Regions from separate parts of the Capsicum annuum genome. Here region 1 is linked to region 2. The links are chromatin contacts, called in public Hi-C maps. All regions are on one chromosome and are shown on one strand. Each heading gives the region's core, a stretch centred on a gene start, on an enhancer-like site or on the middle of the called end of the contact. The rest is flanking DNA. Distances are from core to core; before and after follow the strand shown.

The links. A called contact is a pair of places that touch in the nucleus more often than the background predicts.
Region 1: a contact with region 2 is called in a Hi-C map of leaf, with 1.5 times the contacts expected there. The contact joins the enhancer-like site here to the promoter of LOC107863814 in region 2. A contact is called at or near these places in 2 of 5 Hi-C or Micro-C datasets (leaf and placenta).

What each region holds. Positions count from the first base shown.
Region 1 is chr3:57,400,986-57,405,720 of UCD10Xv1.1, reverse strand. No RefSeq gene overlaps it. Among protein-coding and RNA genes, the nearest start is that of LOC107866328, 11 kb to the left of the region's middle. Within about 2 kb of position 1,865, at least 5 of the 5 cell types and tissues checked have an H3K27ac peak or open chromatin away from gene starts, as enhancers often do. A contact at or near this core is called in leaf, where this site is marked.
Region 2 is chr3:57,260,489-57,265,329 of UCD10Xv1.1, reverse strand. LOC107863814 (beta-carotene isomerase D27, chloroplastic) reads right to left here and starts at 2,199. Exons shown (of 7, transcript XM_016709967.2): 1 at 1,904-2,199; 2 at 1,731-1,816. The coding sequence starts at 2,150.

The sequences.
Region 1 (4,735 bases), core at 616-3,115, 140 kb before region 2:
AGTTATTTTGACGTTAATCTGTACATTCAGATTTAACACTTAATTATAACCTTATATTTTTTAATTCAACAAAAGAGTTTAACTAAAGAGTCAACTATAATAGTAACAAATAATATATTACAATATAATTAAATAACATAATCAAAGCAAAATTATAATTACACAAAGAACGAAAAAAGCGATAAATCTTAGATTTTTCGCTATTTCATTCAGCGATAACATATTTGGTTCGTCCGTTTCTTCGATCAAAATTTTCAACTGAAAGAGAAACACAAGAAATTATATCAATTGTTGATTATTTATAATTCATATGTAATCGTTAAAACTATTGATAAAAAGAAAGAAAAAAATACACAAAGGATGATGATGATTATAAGAAGAGGACTTCAAAAGCAAAATAAGAAAAAAAAGAAAATAGAAGTAGAAATAGAAGAATGGTGTGTTTCTAGTCAATTGTAATCCAAAATATTATTTAAATAGAATCATAAAAGTTATTTTTGTATATGAAGTAAATTTTAATTGATTTAGAAGTGTTATATATTATGATTTAGACTATTAAATTTAAAAATATTAAGTATTAGAACTTTTTGTAGTTTCAATGGGGACGAATTCAACAATTAAAATGTTTTTGGTCAAAAATATTAACTACAGACGTGACACTATAAACATGAACATATTTTACAATTTATATGGATTGAATGAATCAAAGATTCAATAACTTCAAAATATTTAAATATTAAATATCTTTTTAACCTAATTCAAATAAAGAATTACATGATTCAAATAAAGAAGAATTTAATATATAAAAATTATTTGTATCATATATTTTAGGATATTTTAATTACAAATTTTTCTAATAGCTTTTACCATATATTTTACGGAAAAGGTATAAATATACCTCCAAACTTTAATAAATGATACAAATATACCATTCGGTATACTTTGGGTACAAATATACCCTTGCCGTTAATGAAAAGGTATAAATATACCCTTATCAGTAACGACTATACACATGTCACCATCTTATTTATTTGTCCTTTTTAATTTATTTTACCCCCAAATAACTAAACCCACCCTAAATTATAATCCATACCCGATTCTCATAAATCTGACCCGACCCAATCTATAGAGAATTCAATAGACAACAGACGTGTCTCTATTCACTTGCAGATGAAGGCTGATCCGGAAGAGCTCTTTAATAGTTTTAGAATTGTTGTTCTACTAATCACGACATTATTTCTCTTTCTCAAGATTAGTTTTTCTTCATTTGATACTATCACTGTTTTTTTTTTTTTTTTTTTGCAAAATCTTGAATCAATTCTCAATGGATCACTTCCTATTGATCAGCCAGAGTGTAAGACCGTTAACCAAATGCTGTCTTCGAGAATTACTAGCACTAACAATTCAGAAAAATGCATCGATAAAACAACAAAAATGTAACTTCGTTATGGGGAAATGGGTATCATATCCAAAGGGATCATATTATACAAATGAGACAAACTGTTTGATCGATGATCGGTAGAATTGCATGAAGTATGGAAGGCCTGATAGTGATTTCATACACTGAAGATAGAAGCCAGAAGATTGTGAGTTGCCACTTTTTGATGCTAGTCCATTTTTGGAAATTGTTTGTGGCAAGACTTTGGCTTTTATCAGAGACTCCCTAGGAAGAAATCAAATGCAATCACTTGTTGCCTTCTAGCTACTATAAGCATTGAAATTTTATAAAGTGTTTTGTAGTTTGTTGTACTAATGTGCAATTAGGATGTTTTAGTTAAGCTTGAATCTTTGATTTATTAAGTTCATGGGATTCCAGCTAGATGCTTTGTACTTCATTATGTCATAGAATTGGCAAATTTCAGGGGTAGGTAATATTTGCCGAAGGAAGAAAGAACGCGTTCTGTTGTCTCTTGAATTCTCTATAGATTGGGTCAGGTCGGATTTATTAAAACCGGATATGAATTATAATTTTAGATGGGTTTAATTATTTAGGGATAAAATAAATTAAAAGGACAAACGAATAAGATGGTGACATGTGTATATCCTTTAGTGATAAGGGTATATTTGTACCTTTTTATTAACAACAAGGGTACATTTGTACCCAAAGTATAACGGAGGGTATATTTGTATCATTTATTAAAGTTCGAGGGGTATATTTGAACCTTTTTCGTATATTTTATGATTCCTTAATTATTAATTCACCTAATACCTCTTCCTATATATTTTAGGACTCCTTAATTTTAAATATTATAAATATAATAATTAATTAATAATTGTAGGATAGTGAAAAGATGATTTTATCTAAAAGAGAGATTTTTAACGAAGGGCAAGAAATTCAAATCACTTTTTAAGGGTCTTCACACTTTTAATATATTATAGATTATAGATAGATATAGATATCAATTATTTATTTTAACTATTAATATTTTCTACGCATTATTTTGGTATCAAATAAATATTGACATGTCACATTCGTGATTTAAAAATATACAAATTATTTTTTTATTACTGTTGTATTATCGTTTTTATATTATATACAATTTATTAATTTAAATATTTTTTTAACAAAATATGTTTATATTTATTAAATTATTTAATGTTTACACCCGTATTATTATTATCATCATCATCATCATCTTCATCATCATCGTCATGACTGTTGTTAATATTATAGTATTTCTTAAAATTCGTATTTTATGATTTACAAGTGCCTAATTTTACTTCAAATTATTATTGTCACTATTTTAAAGCAACTAATTTTATTTATATGGTTTATTCATAACTAATTTGGATATAAGGATTTTTATTATTATACATATTTATTAAACAATAACTTAATTTAATTTTTTTAATTTAATTTTTAGCTCAATTTTATCTAATTTATGACAAATTTAGTCTGAATTGTGTCCTATTGAGTCAAATTTTAAAATTTTCAATCCAATTTTACATAATTTTAAATCATTCATAATGTTAAATCTTAATCATTGATCAAAACTAATGCAATGATTGAGATCAACGTTTTTCCTCCTTTCCTTTTTAACCTAAAATAATACTCTAACCCTAATCCATTTTTAAAAATCAACCGCATCTCACTTGCTCTCTCTCTACTTCTCTCTCTTACCCCCGGCGATGGGCAACCATGACCGGCGAAACGCCACCGTTTCTGCGCCAGTATCATTGATTTGTTGTCATTGGGTTGACCAGTGGACGATCGATACTTCTCTCTTCCCATCTTCACTGCTCCCCGCAGTCGCCGCCTTCAACACCAACAATAGCCGCCGCTCCAGTCGGTGAAACAACCTCCTAGCTCTGACAAAACCATGGTTGCCATCACCTGTGGCCGTTGTCTCGCCAGAAGTGATGACCAGCGAGGCGCCATCAATATCCAACCGTCGCTCCGCCGTCCCTCCTCCATTTTCCGGCTCTTCTTAGACCAAACAACTACAACGATGAACCAATACAATGTCACTGCTGACAAGTGTACACCAGTGATCTTCCCCATCGATGGAAGCCCAAACCACCACTGCCGCCTTACCGCCACTTGCTCTGATCAAGTCTCTTCGAAAAAATGATGGGTTCTTGTGAACCCATGTTCGGTTTAATTCCATGTTTTATTTTAAGTCTAAGTCTCAAAACCTCTTTTATATTTTTCTTAATTTTTATAAATTTTGTGATTTGAAATTGATAAAGTTTGGTCGATAATTTTGTCAAAATTCCTTTTGATTCATGTACACCTAATCATCTGTGCTATCATGCGTGCAAATTTTCAAATTTCGTGATGCTTGATTTTGACTTTAAATTTTAATAGGTTGCTGATTTTTATTCAATTTTTGAAGTTATTGTTCTTACTTGTGGATTGTATTTTTGGTTTAGTTAATAATGATAGAATCCGATTCATATAACAGTGACAAATTTAACACTTAGTTTTTATGTTGAAAATCTTAATTTCTTTTTACTTTCCCTCTTAATTGAATATTATGTGGCTAATTGATTGAAACAACGGGACAACTTTATCTTTCATATATTTTGGCCGATTTTATGGTTTTGTGATTCCCCTATTAATTGTCTCGACAAATTGCTTTTACTTGGCTAATTATGATATATTGTTTGATATTGATTTTTCTTAATTTATTTTAACTTTGTGATTTGGTTGATATTGGCTTTCCTTAATTTAATCTAATTGTGGTGTATTATGATTTGATTGACATTATTTCTCCTTAATTAAATATGTTACTTGCTTATTTATGGGAATTGAAAATTCTATTCTTGTACTCAATTGGATTAGTCTCTCTATTAAGGAAAATAACTTCTTAAACTAGTTGACTGAATATTCTGTCTTCCATTTATTTTTTATCACCCGATAATTAATTTACTACCATTTATTTTTTATCATCCGATAATTAATTTACTAAACAGGGGTAACCCTTTCTGTTATTGCACATAATTTTTTCATCCTCTCCTACACTCTCAGAGAAAAAAGAAAAAGAAAACAGTTTTTCCTTTTTTGTTACTCTATAAACAAAAAAGACAAGAACTTCTCTTTTGGCATCTATTGTTCTCTCTATACGAAAATATTTCAAGCTCTTCGGCACATTTGGGTTGCATTCAGTTCCATTTCATTGTTTCAGTTGCTTTACTTAAGGTCTTTATTATTATTGCTTTGCGGTCTAATTATTCTCTATCAACGTATTTTTTTTTATGTTGTAGTATTCGTAATAGCAAAAACATAGAAAAT
Region 2 (4,841 bases), core at 950-3,449:
AATAAACCCCTTGTGCCTCTTTAGCTTTGTCCCGATCTTCGTTTCAATTTATGTGAACCTCATTTTTTTATTACCTTTCTTTCCAAATTTCAAAAGATTAATCCAATTTAAACTTCGGATTTTATCCTTAATAAGTTTTATAGACACATAAACATTATAATATATTTACAAGAATATGTTTCCAATGCTCACCATACAATAATATGACATATTTATGAGTTACGACCAGATGTTTCAAAGATTTTTGTTTCTTTATTAATTCTTCAGTTCTTCATTCAATTAGGAAAACAATAGCTTATGTGTTAAAATCCAGTCCTAGTGTGTGTGCATGTATATATTTAGAAGTTAAATTCGCTACAAAATAATTTCTCTATCAACGATCATTCAAACCTACAAATTGCTCTTTCCTTTCACATTTTATTGGTCGATTATTTTTAAGCATCACCAACATGTCATCCCAGTCATCAATACCAAGATTGTACATACAGGCAGTAATAATTGCTGAATTGTTGGATAGAAAACAAGTTATTATATGCTCTTTCTGTCTTTATCGATCTTCATAAAAATGGTATGTTTTATCTTTTAAATATAGACGTCATTAAGCAGCTTTTAATAATATGGAAAAAAGGTTTTCCAGTTGGAAATGCAATTGAGTAATAGTAGAAGTTAATAACAAGAAAGAATGACAAAACCAAAGATATGAAACTCAAATTTGAAACCAAAGTTCCTATAAATAATAACGTGCATGTTATTGTCCGCCTTGTAGAGCACATTATAATATAGGAATTTAATGTGTTCGAACTTATGAGTTACGACAATTTCTAAATTAGTGTTACTATTATGAGGACTCAGAAGTGCAAATATATGTGGGAAAAAAGTTACTCCATTATATTTTATTTGTGAAGTACGATTTTTTTAAGAATGAATAAGTAAACAGCCCCCGTCTCCCTCCACCCCTAAGTTTATCATATTTTTGTGCGTTTCACATTTAAATTATTGATTTTTCCTATTATTATTTGGACTTTAACTCCCTTAAATTAAAAATTCCTCTGTTAAATATATGGAAAAATATTTCGTATAATCTGTTGATAGACACATGGGAGATGAGAAAAATCATTAAAATGAATCCAATTGGCACAATGAGTTCATGGTAGTTTAGGAAGGTTATGTGAACACCCACTAATTTCTGTAACACTAGCAAAACACTGATAGTTTAGTGTTGGTATTAACCTACTCAGTTTTTTTTCATGTGTACTGTCACATGAAACTCTTTGGAGGAATTTTTGTGGTGTGATTTTCATGTAGAATGTTATATTTCTCTAGGGAGTATTTCAAATGAAAATCGTAAAACGTTAATAATTTTGGAGTTTTTAACCTAATTCATTTCTTTATCAGGGGGATTCAACTTGAGCCCTCTTCCTTGGATGTGGCTCCCCAACGGTCCGCAGTAATTATATTCATAAAAGACTGTGATTTAAAACACGTTAAAAAGAAGAAAAAGACAACGAAGTAAACACAGTTTTTATACAAAAAAAACCCTTTTATATACTGACATTATAATGCACTATCAATTTAATTTTTTTAACATGTTATAGCAGATGATCAAAAACCTTGATTATGCTATGAAAAAAAGATTTTCATTTAAAAAAAAGAAGATATGAAGTTGAACTTGCCAGAGAAAGAATAGGCTTAGGGAATGCCCTTTGAAGAGATTCAATAACAAGATTTACTTGATCATGTGTGGAGTTATAGTTCACATACACCACTCTTGCAGCCTCCACAAAGCTTTCATAGCCACTCTTCTTGTTTCTTAATCCTAAAATTAAGTGCTTAAAATTAATAAGTAAATAAACAAATTAATAAATAAAAGACCTGTAAGTGTTATCAGGAAGAGAAATAATACCTGTGGTAGCTTGTATACTTTGAGAGAGATGGTTAATGGCTAGATGATCGAACCAATTATCTTTATAAACATGAAAATTACTATGATGATTGTGATTAGTTGGAGGTGGCTTTGTTAACACACAACATATGGAGGATGATGCTGGATAACAATATGGTAATTTATTATAACTATTCATGATCTTTGTGTTTCTCATGGATACTCCTGTTGAAAAGCCCCTATAGTATAGAACAAGATTTGCCTCCATATTGAGAGAGAGAGAGGAGAGAAAGTGGACTAATTTATTTATATATAGACTCTATACTAGTTGTGGAAAGATGTATTTATATTGTATATTACATCCTCTATTTAAAAAAGAATGACCTATTTTTCTTTTTAATCCGTTTAAAAAAGAATGATCTCTTTCTTTTTTGAACAATACTTTAATTTCAACTTTCCACATGACATGTTTAGGATCACAAGATTAAAAGATATTTTGGTATATTTTACACAACTTTAATATAAGGTCACAAGATTCAAAAATTTATTTTATTTTCTTAAACTTTGTGCTAAGTCAAAGTAGATTATTCTTTTGAAACGGAGGAAGTAATAATTATGGGGAAGAAGTGTACATACAAACAAAAGAGAATGTAAGAGTATATCAGGCTGAGTCCAGATCTTGATGCCTCAAGTGAGTCAGGAATACTGCCCGTACCAATAATAATATAAGATAGGTTACATCATGCAACTAAAAATAATGATGGCGTAATAAAAAAAAATTGTAATACCATGAACTTAATATATATATATATATAATTAATCGTCCTTTTCATCAAATAAATAATTACTTTGATACTTCTCATAAGAATTTTAGTTTATTATAAGTAAATTAATCAAGTTTGATGCATCGATATATATATATATAATTAATCATCCTTTTCATCAAATAAATAATTACTTTGATACTTCTCATAAGAATTTTAGTTTATTATAAATAAATTAATCAAGTTTGATGCATCAAATTTAATTAATTCTTAACTTATATTTTCTTTGGAAAAGAAAAAGATAAAACAAGTTGGCAAGAAGATGCCCTTTGCAATCTTTGCTTCGAGAGAGTGCTCTCTTCTTCTATTCATTCTTTCTTATTTTTTCTTTTGAGTGGAAGACATCTTACAATGGCATCCACCAATCTTGCGTCGACCAGCAGTGATCAACAAAAAATATTACATGGCTTAATTTCAGCCCAACTTGAAATATTCATTCTAGTAGTGATTTTTAGTATAAACACCATAAACTCCATTTTCAAGCTAATTATTCTCTATTTTAATTTTTTAAATATTATTAAAAATTTTAAAAAATTATAAATGTCGAATAGATTAGTGAAATCTCAAATACATTGTATTGATCCCGATATATTGCATTAGTAAATTCGATGTTATGTATCATAATCATATATAATTCATGATACATACTGCCTCAAATACATTACTTAATTTTTTTCGGATACATATTGTCTTCACATACATCACTATCTCAAATACATTATTTAAAATATGAAATGAATGCAATTAAATAAAAAAAACATGAAATATTATACAGATATCATAAGATAATTAAGATTGTGATGTAATTTTTTTAAAACTTTTTATTGATTTTAGGATGGTGAAAATAAAAAATGAAGAGTTTTTTTTTTTTAATCAGGAGAAATAATGTAATTTGCAACACCTGTTCACATTATTGAATAGATTGTTACCTTTCTGTAAAGACATTAACACCTTTTCATATTGATAAGTTGTGCTTTATTCGATAAGACATGATAGTCTCGGTTCATTCTATTCTTTTGTTGTTATCATTCGGACGACTAGCTTCTTCCTCGACCTAAGTTTTATGAATTTCTGCTGATTTTGTTTCATTCAAAAAGTCAGATCATTGGCTAGTGGTGTTTGAGGCAGCGCTATTCAGGTAAAATATTCTTTTTTCTTTATATTATGAGGAATAAACTTGCTATATATAAATATTACAATCAATCAATTCAGATATAAACCATTTGAACAACACAATCAAAACATTGAAAAATCAAAATTCAAACATCAAAGTTTACAAATTAAAAATAAACTACAAACCATCAAAACATATTAAAGAGCTAGCTACAACTCACCCTCATCTTCCTCATTCTCATTCTCTTCCTCTTCCTCTCCTTTGTAGTATAATTCTCAAGTGGGCCTAGGCCTCATGCAACCTGAGGTGCATCACCGGGACACAGGGAAAGAATTCGTGGAGAATGAAGAAAACTATTAATCGACTCCGCATAATTTTTATTTGCAACAGTTTCCTCCTCTTTCTTTCTTGCCCTTTCAACCTGTTCAACAAGTTCTTAATGAGCTGAGAAACTGTATTTTGTAACAAAATAACAATTTCTCTATTAACTGGTGTGGTATATAAGGATCCACTGTGTGAAAGATCTAATATTCGCTATAAAGCATTTTCTTGGATAGCCGTAGACTACACCTCTAATCGAAGAACCCACACTGTTGGCAATATTCCTCTACATCTTGAGATATTGAGTTATCCTGACTTTCAGGAGGCTGAGTACTACATAATTCATTAATGTTCAGCATATATTTGTGCAATATTTAAAGTAAAGTAAAAAAAAAAATTAACAATAAAAAGATACTAAATTATTCATAGTTTTTAAATAATACAACTTTAGTTGAAAAAAATCATAAGTACGAATGTAGTTCTTACATGAGTTGCTTTTGCACGTGACTCAACCCACACATTTTCATCTATCGGGTTCTTTTTCTTTTTTTACACGGTTCTCCATGAATAACTCATGTTGTGTTACCTTCTTACCTAATTTTTTTCTGTATATGATAAAATTATTACTCTTCAAAAATAAAAATATTTAAAATAAAAATAAACAATTAAATTGATAAATGTTATGTACCATTTTATCCTT